Regions from separate parts of the Mus musculus genome. Here all the other regions are linked to region 3. Evidence: chromatin contacts called from public HiChIP or PLAC-seq data. All regions are on one chromosome and are shown on one strand. Each heading gives the region's core, a stretch centred on a gene start, on an enhancer-like site or on the middle of the called end of the contact. The rest is flanking DNA. Distances are from core to core; before and after follow the strand shown.

Region 1 (4,594 bases), core at 439-2,938, 590 kb before region 3:
GTACATAGACCTTCATCCCAAAAGACTACACTACTTATGCAGGCTATGCCTTGTTATGTTAAACATCGCCGCAACAGCAGCAGCAACAACAGCAACAACAACAACAAAACCGATGAAATTACTGTGTGCAGTAGATATCTAATTAACTGGAGGTGGGAGAGGTCGGGGGAGAACGTCGTTCAGGTGATACTGAGAGCGCGCTGGAAAAGCCATTAAGGGAAACACCATGAAGGTGCTTAAACATGGGTAAGATCCAGGAGGGGAACCAAAGACTGATTGACATCCTGTAGCTTGGTTGTGAAAAAAACATCTTCCTCCAAAGGCACATTCCTTTGATTGGCACAAGCCACTTCTGACAATGGATCCGCAATGACAGGGGCCGTTCCGCAATCAGGAAGTGTGCGAGTGTGCGTGTGCATATATGTGTGTGTGTGTGTGTGTGTGTGTGTGTGTGTGCTCGCGCGTGTTCCTGATGTTGTTGTTGGGGGAGGGATGAGCTAGATGTAATCAAAGACCGGCCCGCTTCAAAGAGGAGCATACAGGATCTTAAATCCTAAAGACTGACTTCGAGGCAAAGCAGAGACATCTATCATTTCTACAATAGTCATCCCTCGACAACGAACATGTTTCATAGAGATGTAACAGGGGTATCCCTCTCTTTGGTGTCTCCGACCTGGGACTCTTTAGTAAAGCCTGATTGGAGGGGTGGACGAAGTGAGGGTGGAGAAAGGTCTGCATCGCCCACTGGGCTGAGTGTGGTGCTGCGGGTGGCGAGTGTACATCACATGCGTGTTATCTCCTGGTGCCACAATACTCTCGAGGGCTGGAGGTTTGGGCGCAACCGCACGGCGGGGGAGGTAGTGGGTGCAAGCCACCAGCTGCAGGGCAAGAGAATGCTCTCCTCAGCCTACTAACCCGTGCACCCCGGCCACCCCGTCAGGCCTCGAGGCGAACCCACTCGCTGCAAAACTGCAGCTAAGCTGGGGAGAGGGGGCGGGGGTACGGAGCCGGCACCCCGGGCCAAGCTGAGAGCGGCAGACGCGCAGCGCCCGGGGCCTGCCCGCCGGATGGGGGCTGCTCCGGCCTAGCGCACGCAGCTGCCTCGGCGCAGGCTCCTCCGGCTCCGCCAGCCCGGCCGGGCGCAGAGGAAACGCGGCTGCCAGGGCGCCGCCGCGGCGGGAGGCGAGAGCGCGGGGAAGGGGCTCCTACTCACCCGGGCCGCCGCCGCCGCCGCCACCGCCACCACCGCCGCTTCGGCGGCCCATCCCCGCGGCGGGGGCCTGTCGCCGCGCCGCGCCGCGTCGCTCCAGTCCCCACCGCCCGCCGTGCCGGCCCCTCCCCCTGCCCAACGTCTGCGCTCTGGGCCGATCCTCAGACCCGGCCTCGGCCGCCGCCGCCGCCGCCGCCGCAGCGCTACGTGGCCGCCGCTCCGACGTCTCGCGACTCCCTTCCGAGCGCGCGAGGCCGAGCGGGGCCGCGGAGCGGGCGGCGCGCGGGGCGGGCGGCGGGGGAGGGGGTGTGCTGTAGGGATGTCGTGCGCGAAGGGGGCAGGGAGGCCGGCGGGAGCGCGCGCGCGCGCACGCCCCTGCACGCGCCCCCCCCTCCCCCCCGCGCGGTCGGGATCCCGACACCTCCCCCCCCTACACACCCCATCCCCGGCTATGGGGGTCGGCGCGCATGCGCGGCCCTCGGCTCGGCCTGGGCGCACCTTTTCTCCCTCCTGCCACAATGTGAGCGCTCAGCCGAGCAGATAACCGCCGGCTGCCTGCTCCACCCCCGGCCCTTGCCCACTCCGCCCACTCCCGAGCGCCCAGGTAAAGTCGTGGGCTGCGCATGCGCGACGCTTAAGGGGGTGGGGGCGTGGTTTTCAAAAGGAAGCCTGAAGGCAGAAGACGAAGTATCTGTGGGCAGGGGGTTTGAGATCCTAAGAAATAAGAAAACGTAAAAGTGCAAAGGGGGGAGAAAGTGGAAAAGTGGGTCAGAGTGAGATTTGGAAGTAGATATCTTTGACTTATGGAATACGGTTCAAAAAGAAAAAAACCCTAATTGCTGGCCACCTTGTTAGTAGAGAGCAGTCAGTGAGTGACAGAAATAGAAGGGGCGACACTTGTAAGAAGTAGCCATCCACCAGACAAATGGGATAGTTGATTACAACTAGGGGGATTTAGAGACCGCCAGTATGGTAAGCAAACAGGATGGACTGCTGGGCTCATCCTGTGGCCAGAAATAGGGAAGTGTGTGCGTGCGTGCGTGTGTCTGTGTGGTCTGTGTGTGTGCGCGCGTGCGCTAGAGTCCCAGAACTGTTGCAAGAAAGGAAGGCTCCATTGGAAGAAGCATGACCACATTATGACTAATTAGCTATTAATCATTAATATAATTAATGGTACTATTAGCTAACAAGGTAGCATTTATCCAAGCTCAGAGCCAAAAGAGAGTGTCTGTAATTGAAAGTGCTTAGTGTACAGGGAGAGGAAATGACTTGGCAAGTGAAGTCTCCATGAAAAAGACCCAAGATGACATCCCTAAGATCAGGATAACCCTTCCCCACCAGAAACCAAACTTCTGAAGGTCTCTACAGCTTGAATGGAGCTCCTAACATTGTTGGTTTTTATTGTTGGGCTCTACTACATTTTTTCTTTCTTTCTTTCTTTCTTTCTTTCTTTCTTTTACATTGTGTGTATGAATGTTTTACCTGGATGTGTGCATGTGCACCTGTGACATTTGATGGATTCCCCTGGAACTGGGGTTATGAGTGGCTTGTAGGACGGGGGGGGGGGGGGCGGCTAGGAATTGAACCCAGGTCCGCTGTAAGAGTAAGAAGAGCTTTTAACTTCTGAGCCATCTCTCCAGCCCTCTTCTTCTAACATTAAGAACATAGGATATTAATGTTCTTCCACAAAAGCTGACCCCCACATCATAGAAACAATTTCCATATAGATGCAGCTAACTTTTTCTCCCAGAACAGCCGGCCATAACCCACTCACCCAAACCTTCGAGGGAATAAAATGACCTGAGTCTGGGACAAAGTTAGGAGCTTGAAGCTTTATAAAGAGCTGACTCTGTCTTTGGCCCCTTCCAAAAACAGGTGTTTGGGTTTTATTGTACTTAGACTCCAGAAGCCAGGAACCAGAGTTGTGGAACTTAGGGCCATGTTTTTCAATAGCGAGCACTTTCAGTAAAGACTAAAATCTATATCACATTGCAACAGGTAGAGAGATCTTCAAGCAGAAGAAGAGAAAATAAGCATGTATAATAATCAAATTCAATGTGAGAATGAGCTTGGGTCTGATGGACTCAGAATGTCTTATTGGACATCTGATCTATTCCTCCACCCCATGCTTGGACAGGTCATACAGGGTGATGGCCAAATCTTGAGGTGACCTTTCAAGTGTTCTAATGCTCCATCCATAGGCCAACACACCTGATGGCCTCTAGTAATCACAGTCTTCTATTAATTCAGCTTTCCATTTCAACAGTGCTTGGTGGGCTTTTTTTTTTTTTTTAATTATTGCCAGGCAGTGGTGGCGCACGCCTTTAATCCTAGCACTTGGGAGGCAGAGGCAGGTAGATTTCTGAGTTCGAGGCCAGCCTGGTCTACAGAGTGAGTTCCAGGGCTATACAGAGAAACCCTGTCTCGAAAAACATATATATATAACCTTTTTATTATTATGTATGTTTATGCATGTATGCATGTGTGTAGTCGGCCACTCCATGTGTGTAGAGGTCGAAGGACAACTTGTGAGAGTCAGTTCTCTCTTTCCACCACGTGGTTCTGTGCACTGACATCAGTCATCAGGCTTAGGGACAAGCAGTTTTATCCAATGAGCCATTCTGCCTGCCTCGCTGCACATCCGTTATCTCATCAGCTCTTCCAATGACTACAAGGGCAGGCAGAACAGGTATTATCCCCAGTGAAGGACATTTAAGCCAGGGAATGTTTTGATGGCTTAGCCAAAGTTATACAAATCAGTAGCCCACAGAGCCAAACCAAGACCCAAGTTCCCTAGTTCCCACTGTGCTAGTCTGGGGATGGGGGGTAGGGGGGAAGGCAGTTGATAACCCTACTCTAAAAAACTGTCACATAGTCTTAATATATATTATAAGCATTAGTGTTTTGCATACGTGCATGTCTGTGTGGGGGTGCCAGATACCCTAGAACGGGAGTCACAGACAGTGAGCCATGTGGGTGCTGGGAATTGCACCCCGGGTTCCCTCTGGAGGAGCATCTGGTGCTCTTAACCTCTGAGCCATTTCTCCAGCCCCTCACATATTTTTTTCTTCCTTTCTTTCTTTTTGCTTGTTCATTTGTTTGTTGTTGTTTGTTTTTTGCTTTCAAGACAGGGTTTCTCTGTGTAGCCCTGGCTGTCCTGGAACTCACTTTGTAGACCAGGCTGGCCTTGAACTCAGAAATCTGCCTGCCTCTGCCTCCCGAGTGCTGGGATTAAAGGCGTGCGCCACCACTGCCCGGCAAAGGCCCTAATTTTAAGAGTCACATGGGCAGAGCTAGAACCTGGGCTGCCAGGGTCCAAGTCCAAGACTTCTCTAACCCCACCCTGTAGCTCTTTGCTGGACACCATACAAAGCAAATGGAACA
Region 2 (4,471 bases), core at 859-3,358, 550 kb before region 3:
CATCTGTAATGGGATCTGATGCCCTCTTCTGGTGTGTCTGAAGAGAGCAATAGTATACTCATACATAGAAGAAATAAATAAATCCTTAAAAAAAAATTTAAAAACAAAAACCTATTCTCTCTGCAACCAGCTGAGCAAAACTTTTCTCAGGACACAGTCTCTCAAACTGGTCTAGAGATGTTGCCAAGATACTTCATGCAAATAAGGAAGAGAACCAATGGGCTCCTGTCACCTCCTGTCATCTGGGTAATACCTCATCATTTCAAAGTGGCTAAAGTGCTAAACATTGGACAGGAGGGCTCCCCTTGAACAAAGCCTCTAAGTTAGTGGCTTTCAACCTGTGGGTCAGAACCCTATGAGGGGGGATGTTAAAAGACCCTATTACAGGGGCTGCCTATGACCATCGGAAAACAAAATTTACGATTCATAAAAGTAGCAAATCACAGTTATAAATCAGCAAGGAAAAGAACTGTATGGTGGTGGAGGTGTATCACCACAATAGTGAGAAACTACTAAATGTTCCAAGCATCAGAAGGCTGAGAACCCCTGCCTAAGTGATCATAGGCCTCTGATGACTCACAACCAGTATGTGGGGTAGCAGGTGAGTCCCCCTTAACCTCACACACCTTCAGACAGCAGCTAGCATCAGGAATGTCAAATGGGCTGTAGAGATGGCAAAGCGGTTAAGAGCACTGACTGCTCTTCCAGAGGTCCTGATTTCAATTCCCAGCAACCACATGGTGGCTCACAACCATCTGTAATGGGATTCAATGCCCTCTGCTGGTGGGTCTGAAGACAGCGACAGTGTACTCATATAAATAAAATAAATAAATCTTTTTTTTTTTTTAAAAGGAATGACACATGGGCTATGCAGATCAACAGAAACTATGCAGAAAGCTCTTCCGCGCCTCACCATTATACAAAGCAGAGTTCACCACGCCTCCTGCAACTGCCAACGCCAGGCCGAACTTTCCAATGGACTCAAACACTTTGGCAGCCATGACTCCTTCTGTTGCTTCCACTCACACCTAAACACGGGGTAAACATAAAACACTTTGACACCAGATTCTCAGAGAAAGCCCGCTCTGAGGCACAGAGTTCATGTCTCAACATACATTTTCATATGTCTACACCTGTGGGCCCAAACTCACTCACTGAACGCCCCATAACACTGACCACCTTGCAAACTGTAGATCATGTCTGCGTTTGTGGACGTGTTTCTTTACAACCATTCAGAGAAAGAGTCTGCGACACTTGGCTCAGCGTAGGAACGGTGCTTTGTACCCACGAGGAACTTAGTACACAGAAAAACCACACTCCCTTTTCCTAGACCAATAGGCCACAAGCGAGACCGGTGCTACACGGCTGAAGCCAACAACAAAAAGGGCAATTTCTGTTAACATTTAAGTTACACGGTCTCCGACAGCCTTGTTTAACCTTCAGTTACTTTATGAAGGTTATGACTGCTGAAGTGCATAGAGAGGTTATACTCTTAAGTAGTAGAACCAGGGTTAGAATGAGAAGACCGAATTCTAGAAGACATTGTAGAACTCCTCCCCATACCAGTTAATAGGAAAGCAGGGGCTGGCAGGGGTGCAGCGAGGCAGAGCGGTGAAGGACTGGAGGTGGGGCTGCGGCGGGACGGGTGGGGGCACGTAGCTGACAAACTAGAAACCAGTTAGCCTTGAACTTTTTAATGTCCCGCCCCTGCGTCACCCTTGGTACAATCCTCAAACTCGCCCTCCCCTTTCTCAGACTTCAACTGCTTGTGTATCGGGATTTCTCCATGCACATTTATCCTCTGTCTCTGACATCCAGCTCTTTTTACTCCACCAGCTTCTGGATTTTTCCTCATCCTGTCCCCTCCCCTTGCACATTCCTAACTCCTTCTGGACCGAGATTTCCCCCTTCTCCACTAGGCGTACCCACACATGCATCCCATGCCCTCATTGTACATAGGAAAGCAGAGGCAGGCTACAGGGACATAGGACCAGAGGCCTCTACCGCTCCTACCACGCTTACCTGCTTTCACTCTGACCTCCACATGAATTCCCCAGCTCCGGATACTGCGCGTGCGCCAGGCAGCTCCTCCCCCCCCCCCGACCCCCGCCTCTTCAAGATCCGACCCTTCAATTGGTGAAGCCGAGCGACGTGCATTCTGGGAAACGTGTTTTGCAGTCTTCCGCGGGCTCTGTGGCTTTAATGAGGTCAACTACAACTCCCAAAAGATCATGCAGCAACGGGCTCTTTCAGGAAACCCGTTTCTGACTGGTGAGAACGGATGGGATGTTGCCGCAAAGCCTTTCGGGAGTTGTAGTTCCTTGGTAATATATGCACGTGCCTATTCCTCAAGGAGGTGGTTCCAGAAGCCGGAAGCAGACTGGATCGGAAAGGAGTTGGGCTTCCACTTGGTAGAGGAAATCACAAGGTGGTGAAGGAATGGGTGGGCATTTTGGATAAAGGTGAGGTAAAATAATTCATGCACTGAGAGACTGCTAGGGAAGTTAAGGACAGCCCTCAGGGACGTAAGATGTTGATCTTCCAAGCCACTCCATAACCTTAAAAACGGCTTAGAAAGAAGAGGAAGGGAGTCGGTCATTCAGGTCTTGCAATACTTCAGTAAAGGCTCTTGATTTAGGGTCTAAATCTCTGGGCATCTTTTTTTCCAAGTTATATTCGAGGAATTGCAAAAAAGGGACGGAGATCATGTGTATGGCTTCTCAAGTTCACCTGTTGTCAACAATTTGCGTATTTGTTGTTGTTTTTGTTCCATCTCCTCGCCTCCCTCCACTTTTCTCTTTCTCCTACTATTCTCTAAGATCAAGGATATCTATCCTCTTACTTTTTGTTTTGTTTTGTTTTTTGTTTTTGTTTGTTTGTTTGTTTTCGAGACAGGGTTTCTCTGTGTAGCCCTAGCTGTCCTGGAACTCACTCTATAGACCAGGCTGGCCTCGAATTCAGAAATCCGCCTGCCTCTGGCTCCCAAGTGCTGGGATTAAAGCGTCCGCCACCACGCCCGGCTACTATCCTTTTACTTAAGTAAATATTATCCATGTCTGCATTCCAATTTTGCCAATTAAGCAAATAGTGACTTTTATAGCATTCCTCTCCATGACACAAATCTAAAATGAAGTAGTTTATTTTTTTGGGCTTGTTGCTCCCGAAATACAAACTCTCCTGAGAATATCTGTAAAGAACATGAAAACCCCTGGCACTGTGGCGCAATGGATAGTGCATTGGACTTCTAAGAAAGACCTGCTCCTTATTCTTAGCTTAACTTTTATTTAAAAGATAAAATGCAATTTTAAATTTGCAATCGGTATTTATTTCTTATTAAAATATAAGAAGCCAGATATACATTTAAAAGAAAGGAAGAAAGAAAACGAACGAACGAACATGAAAGCAAGCTAGGTGCAGTGGTGCACGACTTCAATCCCAGCACCCAGGAGGCAGAAGCAGGTGGCATCTGAGAGAGAGAGAGAGAGGGAGAGAGGGAGAGAGAGAGAGAATGTGAAGACACAAGGAAGACTATTGGGGTGGAAGAGAGACTGGAAGGGCCTGGGGAGGGTAAATAAGGTGGTGAATATAAGTGAAATACTTAAAATTAATAAAACAAATACATTTTGTTAGAAAAAAAAAAGTGTGATGGCCGGGCAGTGGTGGTGCATGCCTTTAATCCCAGCACTTGGGAGGCAGAGGCAGGTAGATTTCTGAGTTTGAGGCCAGCCTGGTCTACAGAGTGAGTTCCAAGACAGCCAGGACGACACACAGAGAAAGGTCTCGAAAAACCAAAAAAAAAAAGTGTGAATGATGTTACATAACTCAAATGGGCAAGAATCAATCAACATACGAAGAGCTTTCCCTCCTAATAAACGATTAAATAGGTGAACCACAGATTTTGAAACTTAGTGTTTGCAAGGGTTGTTGGCTTCACAAAGGAAGAGAAGGAGGGCACAGCAAGTGAAATTGCTGAGGCAGAACACTTGCCTACAGTGCGCTAGGTCTTCAGTTCCAACCTCAGCACTGTAAAACAAAACAGTACTTATAAAATATTCAAAATGGGCAGAGGGCTGGAGAGGTGGCTGGTTGGCTGTTAAAATCAGTGGTGCTCTTCCTGAGAACCTAAGCCTGGTTTCCAGCACATGGCAGGTGACTCTCAGAGACCTGTGACTCCAGTTCCAGGGGATCCAATGCCCTCTTCTCCCCTCTGGAGCACCAACACACATGTGGTGTGGCACACACACACACACACACACACACACACACAAACCATAAAAAATTCAGAATATAAGCCGGGCATGGTGGCACACGCCTTTAATCCCAGCACTCAGGAGGCAGAGGCAGAATTTCTGAGTTCAAGGCCAGCCTGGTCTACAAAGTGAGTTCAAGGACAGCCAGGGCTATACAGAGAAACCCTGTTTTCAAAAACAAAAACAACAACAACAAGAACAACAAATTCAGAATGTATGGA
Region 3 (4,871 bases), core at 674-3,173:
CACTGGAAGGGCAGGCAAGAGTTCCTGCAGCGAGCTGCCGGGCAGGGGCAGGGCAAAGGGGTGCTTCATGGGCCAGCCAGGCTCAGGGGTACCTAGGGAATCCCAGATCCCTCCTGAGACCCTGGAGCGTTCAGTACCAACCTGTGTTTGTGTGAGGCCCAGCTGTGCAGCTAGCTCGGCGCGCTCAGGCAAGGCCAGATACTGGGCTTTCTGGAAACGGCGCTGCAGGGCAGCCAGCTGATAGCTGGAGTAGATCGTTCGCGGCTTTCGGACCTTTTTGGGCTTGCCGTTCACCATGCGAACCTCGGCTTCCGGCTCCTCTTTCACCGACACTGTAGGGGAAAAACACCAGTTTAGTCTCAGCCTGCGACCACCGCGTTCTCCAAGATTTCCCACCGTCGGACGCCGCACCCTCCGGCCCACTGATCTCCCCGGGACTTCTTGGAGGAGCGTAGTGCCGCCCGCGCCCGGGGAGGAACCGCAGCGACCCAGCCGGACCGGCGGCCGCCCACGACGCGGCGCTCCCAGCTCGGCACCCGGGGCCTCGGAGCGCCGACTCCGGCGCCAGCAACCGACTGGGCGAGGACCGCGCGGCTCGCTCACGACGCCTTCCCGGCTCAGCCACTCTTCTCTGGTGACCCACCTAGCCGCGGTGGCGTCTCCCACTTCTTGTCCCCCCTCCTCCCCATCTCCTTTTAATACGCTTTCTAGTTCAGGATCATTTGTTTCAGGAAAAAATTTGCAAGGACAGTACAAGCGTTTTCTCTGTCTCTTTTCCCTTTCTCTCTGTTTTCTTTTTCTTCCTTCCCTCTTCTTTCCTCCTTTTTCTTTCTTTCCTCCCCGCCCTTTCTTCATTTCCTCTGTTGCTTTCTGCTGTGCGCTTTATCTTACCGCCCCCCCCACATTTCTTTCTCGCCGTCCCCACTTCTCTCTCCGCATCTCTACTTCCCAGTCTCTCCTCCATTTCTGGGACTTCTTTGGGTCTTTCTCCACAAGCCTTTCACTACTCCGGGTTTCCCCTGACGGCATCCAAAAGAAGGGCCCTGGAACCTCCAGTCCTCGCTGACTCCCCTCCAGCTCTCGGCGACCGTCTTTCGTCTCCGGCTCAAGTGCCAGCGGGATGGCAGCATTGAAGGCCCCCATGATCACTCAGAAGGAGCTCCCGGTGGCTCCAGCTGCCCTGGAATCTCCAAGAGACCGCGGCGCACAGTGCGCGCCTCTTCGGAGTGTCGTTCACCCCTCTGGAGGTCATCTAACCCGGTCTCCTCTAATCTCCAACGCTTCCATTTCTTAACCTCGAGTTTCCCTAGATTTCAGCTCCTATTCCCAGACTTCCTCTTGCTTGGGAACCTTAGAGTCCCTCGCACCCTCTCCACAACCCGGGCATCCTCACCTGGGTCCTGGGCAGGCAAAGGCTGCTCCCGGTACGCTCCGTACTGCCTATAGGATCCCCCGTAGGTATATTCCGACTTGGGCGAGTAAGCGCCGGTGCCTGCGAGCCCATTGAGATTGAACTGGTGGTGGTAGGTGTAGGGGTTCACCGTCTGGCCGTAGGGCTGGCCCGAGTAGTAGTCATGCTGAGGAGCGCTGTAATAGCCCAGGTCAGTGACTGTAGATTCGGGCAGGGTGGGCGAGTCCTTGGAGCCCGCATGGCAGCTGAGCGAGCTGGAGATGTCGGTGAGGATGCTGCTGAGCTTGCGATCGAAGGAGCCGCTCATGCTGGCGAGCGCCGCAACACCCCGGGCCTCCTCCGAGGAGCGCCGAACGGGCGGAGGAGCCCAGGTGGGGGTGTGTGTCCAGAGGGCGAGGGCAGGACGCGGTCGCGTCTGGGGGAGGGGGTGGCCGAGGGGCGCTTAGACCATCGCCGGCTGTCGGTCAGTCGCTGCGTGCCTCTCTCCGCGTCCCAAGCCACAGTCAAATGCTGCCAGCTCCGCCCGGCCAGCCGGTTATAGACTCAATGTTGGAGTCGCCGAGGGAGGCTCCTGCGCGCTGATTGGCTGCAAGTCTTGCCTTCGAGGCAAAACACGCTCGCGCTTTCTCACTGGCTCCCCCAACCCTCTCAACCCTCTTTGTTGTTACCCCTAATACACACACACACACACACACACACACACACACACACACACACACTCCCCCCAGCGCCACTGTGTTCCTCCTATGCTCTACCTCCGATAAATCCCCCAAATGTGCGGAGGGGTTGGCTGTGCGGAGCCCCCAGGATCTACTAATCGGTCTGTTTTAGTGGCCAGGGGTGGGCTTAGGTGAGATGAGGAAGGAGGGGAATTTACCCATTGGGTGTTTGTGGAAGGAGGTGGTCCTTAATGATGTATGTGTGGTCTATGCAAATGACAGACAGAAAGTGGCAAAGACCCAGGGTCCATGAAAATATTTTGATCACTTTTAAAATTGGAAAAAAAGGTTGGACTATATAAATATATTATATTTTTGTTTTGTTTTGTTTTGTTTTTTGTTGTTTTTTTTCGAGACAGGGTTTCTCCGTATGGCCCTGGCTTAATATGTTATCTTAATGACACTGCAGATGTGAAATATAAAATTTTAAATTCTGAAGGAAGAGTCTCACCAAGCAAGAACACCTTGGGCCTGCAAGTCCCTACTGGAGCAAGGCTGTATGGATTTAGGGGCTGCTTTAGAAGACAGAGGTACCCCCAGCTATATGTGTGCCCTTTCATGAATGGAAGAGCCACGAGGCAGTCAGTCCCTATGAGGCTGGCTTTCTGTGTTCTTCAGGAAGTCTGGAGGCAGGGTCCACTCAGTCTGGGACAGCTCTTAGGAGCACAGACTTTGTTAGGGGTGAAAGATCTATGTTACATCTTCCGCAAAATACACAAAATACAGTGTGTGCAAGAGTGCCCGTGAGAACCTGTGTGCATGAGAGTGTGTCTCTGTATGTAGTGTGAGGCAGTGGAAGTGTAGGGTCCTGAATGACCGACCTGTGAGCTGGGTATGCCCAAATGTGCATAGATACATGCTCAGATCCATCTATCTCCAATAGACAGGAGCCATGTACTTCACTCAATTTCTTCTGTCCATGGAGGCCCCAATGAAGATGTTTCTCACCTTGGAGCAATCTCCAACCCCCCTAGTCTTGTCTGGCTCTCAAAGTCCAGTTCCCGGGTAATATTTACTGTTCTGGGTGCCAATCTCATTTCTCTATTGCATCTCCACTTCTGCTCCCAAACCTATCCTTGGAGGAAGGAGGCTTCTCCCAATTTTAATTCTTATTTCCCCCTCCATCCCCAGGCCTTCCCTACACACCTCGAACCTTCTATTTCCCCTGCCTTTGCCTAGCCAGGACACAGTGCCAGCGCACCACCTCGTGGTTTTCCGGAGTTCTGCAACTTGCCTTAAGGCTGCATTAAGGAGGAGGTAAGCAGGCAGACAGGAAAGGGGTCTCATTCTGCTTAGATTGTTTAGGGGCCGCAGTCAAATGTTTCGATGTTAAACTCAGACACAGGATGCTGAACCTGGAAAAACGTAGAGTTGGCTGGGCAGAGGACCTAGGTCGGGGAGCAGTGACAGGAGTAGGTGACCGCCTGGCCTGGGCCGCCCCAGGAGGCCGCCGCGTGGGAAAGGTGGGGGCGGGGGCGGGAGAGGGGAACGCTATCTGTCTGTCTATCTGAGCGTCCCCCCAGCTCCTATCGCCCGCCGCTGCGAGCTCGTGGCGGGACGAGTTGCCACCCGCTCTGGATGCCCTCTGTTCTTCTGCCAAGAGGGCGCCCAAGGAGCCCGGGGCGTTGGGGGCAGGAAGGGCATTGGGCTGCCGGTTCCCCTCCCAGGATGCAAGCGGGGGCGGCGGGGAGGGCCTGTTTTGGAGCCCCCAGCTGCCCACAGGGAAGGGACAGCGTCGGGCAAACCCTGTCTCGGGAGTTCGTTCATTCATTCATTTGGAGTAGCAGGTGATTCGGAGACGCCCCAGTCTCTCCTCACCCTACCTGGGCCTGGCTGGGTTGAGCACAGGAGCCTTGGGGTAATAGTGAGTTATTTTAGGGTAATTTCCAAGGTCTGTTGTGCTCTAGAAGCGGACTGAAATCACAACAGTAACGTAAAGAAACATTTAAGGCCGGGCATGGCAGCGTATGCCTTTAACACTAGTACTCGGGAGGCAAAGGGAAGTGGATGTCTGTGTGTTCGAGGCCAACCTGGTCTACAGAGCTAGTTCTAGGATAGCTAAGGTTACACAAAGAAACCCTGTCTCGGAGAAGGGGGTGGGGGAAGAATTATTTAAAAATTGTTTGTGTGACTAACACTTTGTTGCACAGTGTGCTGGAGACTGCCTACCCCATTCACCATAATCCTTCAGATACCTAAGATAGTCTTTGGGAAATGTTTGTTGAGTGACTAAATAAGAGGACCTGAATTCCCTTGACCCAGAGGCCAGGCTGAGGCTGAGGCACAGTTGATGGAAGGCCTGAAGCAGGCACAGGACTCATTCTCAATGGAAATGAGTTCAGAGTTGTTCCTGAAGGGTCCCTACGACCAGCAGGAAGCTCCCTTCCACCAACAGCTGGGTGAGAGCTGGGTGGAGAGGCAGCCAGAAGATGCAGCAGGACTGGTGTCACCCACTGGACCTCATCTGGTCCAGCAAGATGAGCAAGTGTCAGCTAGCCAGAGTCCTGCTCCTGAAGGAGGGGTGAAGCAAGGCAGCTGGTGACCTCTAGGAGGCTGGCAAGAGTGAAGGACGCTGGTTGGTGTCCAGGTCAAGGTCTGTTGCACGGAGAAGAGGTGCCTGCTGATGGCCCTGGTCCTTGGAGACAAGGTGTCAGGCCGAGTGGGCACTGTTCATAAGGAACCAGCAGAGGGATGACGCTCAGGAAAAGAATGGAACCAGGAGTGTAGGCAGGCTTGCTTTC

Evidence for each region. HiChIP or PLAC-seq counts read pairs in DNA pulled down with a chosen protein or histone mark.
Region 1: a FOXA1 HiChIP or PLAC-seq map of pancreatic cancer cells shows a contact between it and region 3. The contact joins the promoter of Zfp652os here to the promoter of Dlx3 in region 3. A contact is called at or near these places in 1 of 39 promoter capture datasets (pre-B cells) and 1 of 115 datasets of contacts at active chromatin or transcription factors (pancreatic cancer cells).
Region 2: an H3K4me3 HiChIP or PLAC-seq map of bone marrow-derived macrophages shows a contact between it and region 3, with 2.5 times the contacts expected there. The contact joins the promoter of Phb here to the promoter of Dlx3 in region 3. A contact is called at or near these places in 3 of 39 promoter capture datasets (the 3T3-L1 cell line, hippocampal neurons and pre-B cells), 3 of 484 Hi-C or Micro-C datasets (cerebral cortex, embryonic stem cells and nephron progenitors) and 1 of 115 datasets of contacts at active chromatin or transcription factors (bone marrow-derived macrophages).

Annotation. Positions count from the first base shown.
Region 1 is chr11:95,709,848-95,714,441 of GRCm38.p6, reverse strand. It overlaps Zfp652os (zinc finger protein 652, opposite strand), which reads left to right and starts at 1,688. Exons shown (of 2, transcript NR_045780.1): 1 at 1,688-1,814.
Region 2 is chr11:95,664,594-95,669,064 of GRCm38.p6, reverse strand. It overlaps Phb (prohibitin), which reads right to left and starts at 2,108. Exons shown (of 7, transcript NM_008831.4): 1 at 2,023-2,108; 2 at 914-1,028. The coding sequence starts at 1,001.
Region 3 is chr11:95,117,169-95,122,039 of GRCm38.p6, reverse strand. It overlaps Dlx3 (distal-less homeobox 3), which reads right to left and starts at 1,923. Exons shown (of 3, transcript NM_010055.4): 1 at 1,394-1,923; 2 at 142-332. The coding sequence starts at 1,718.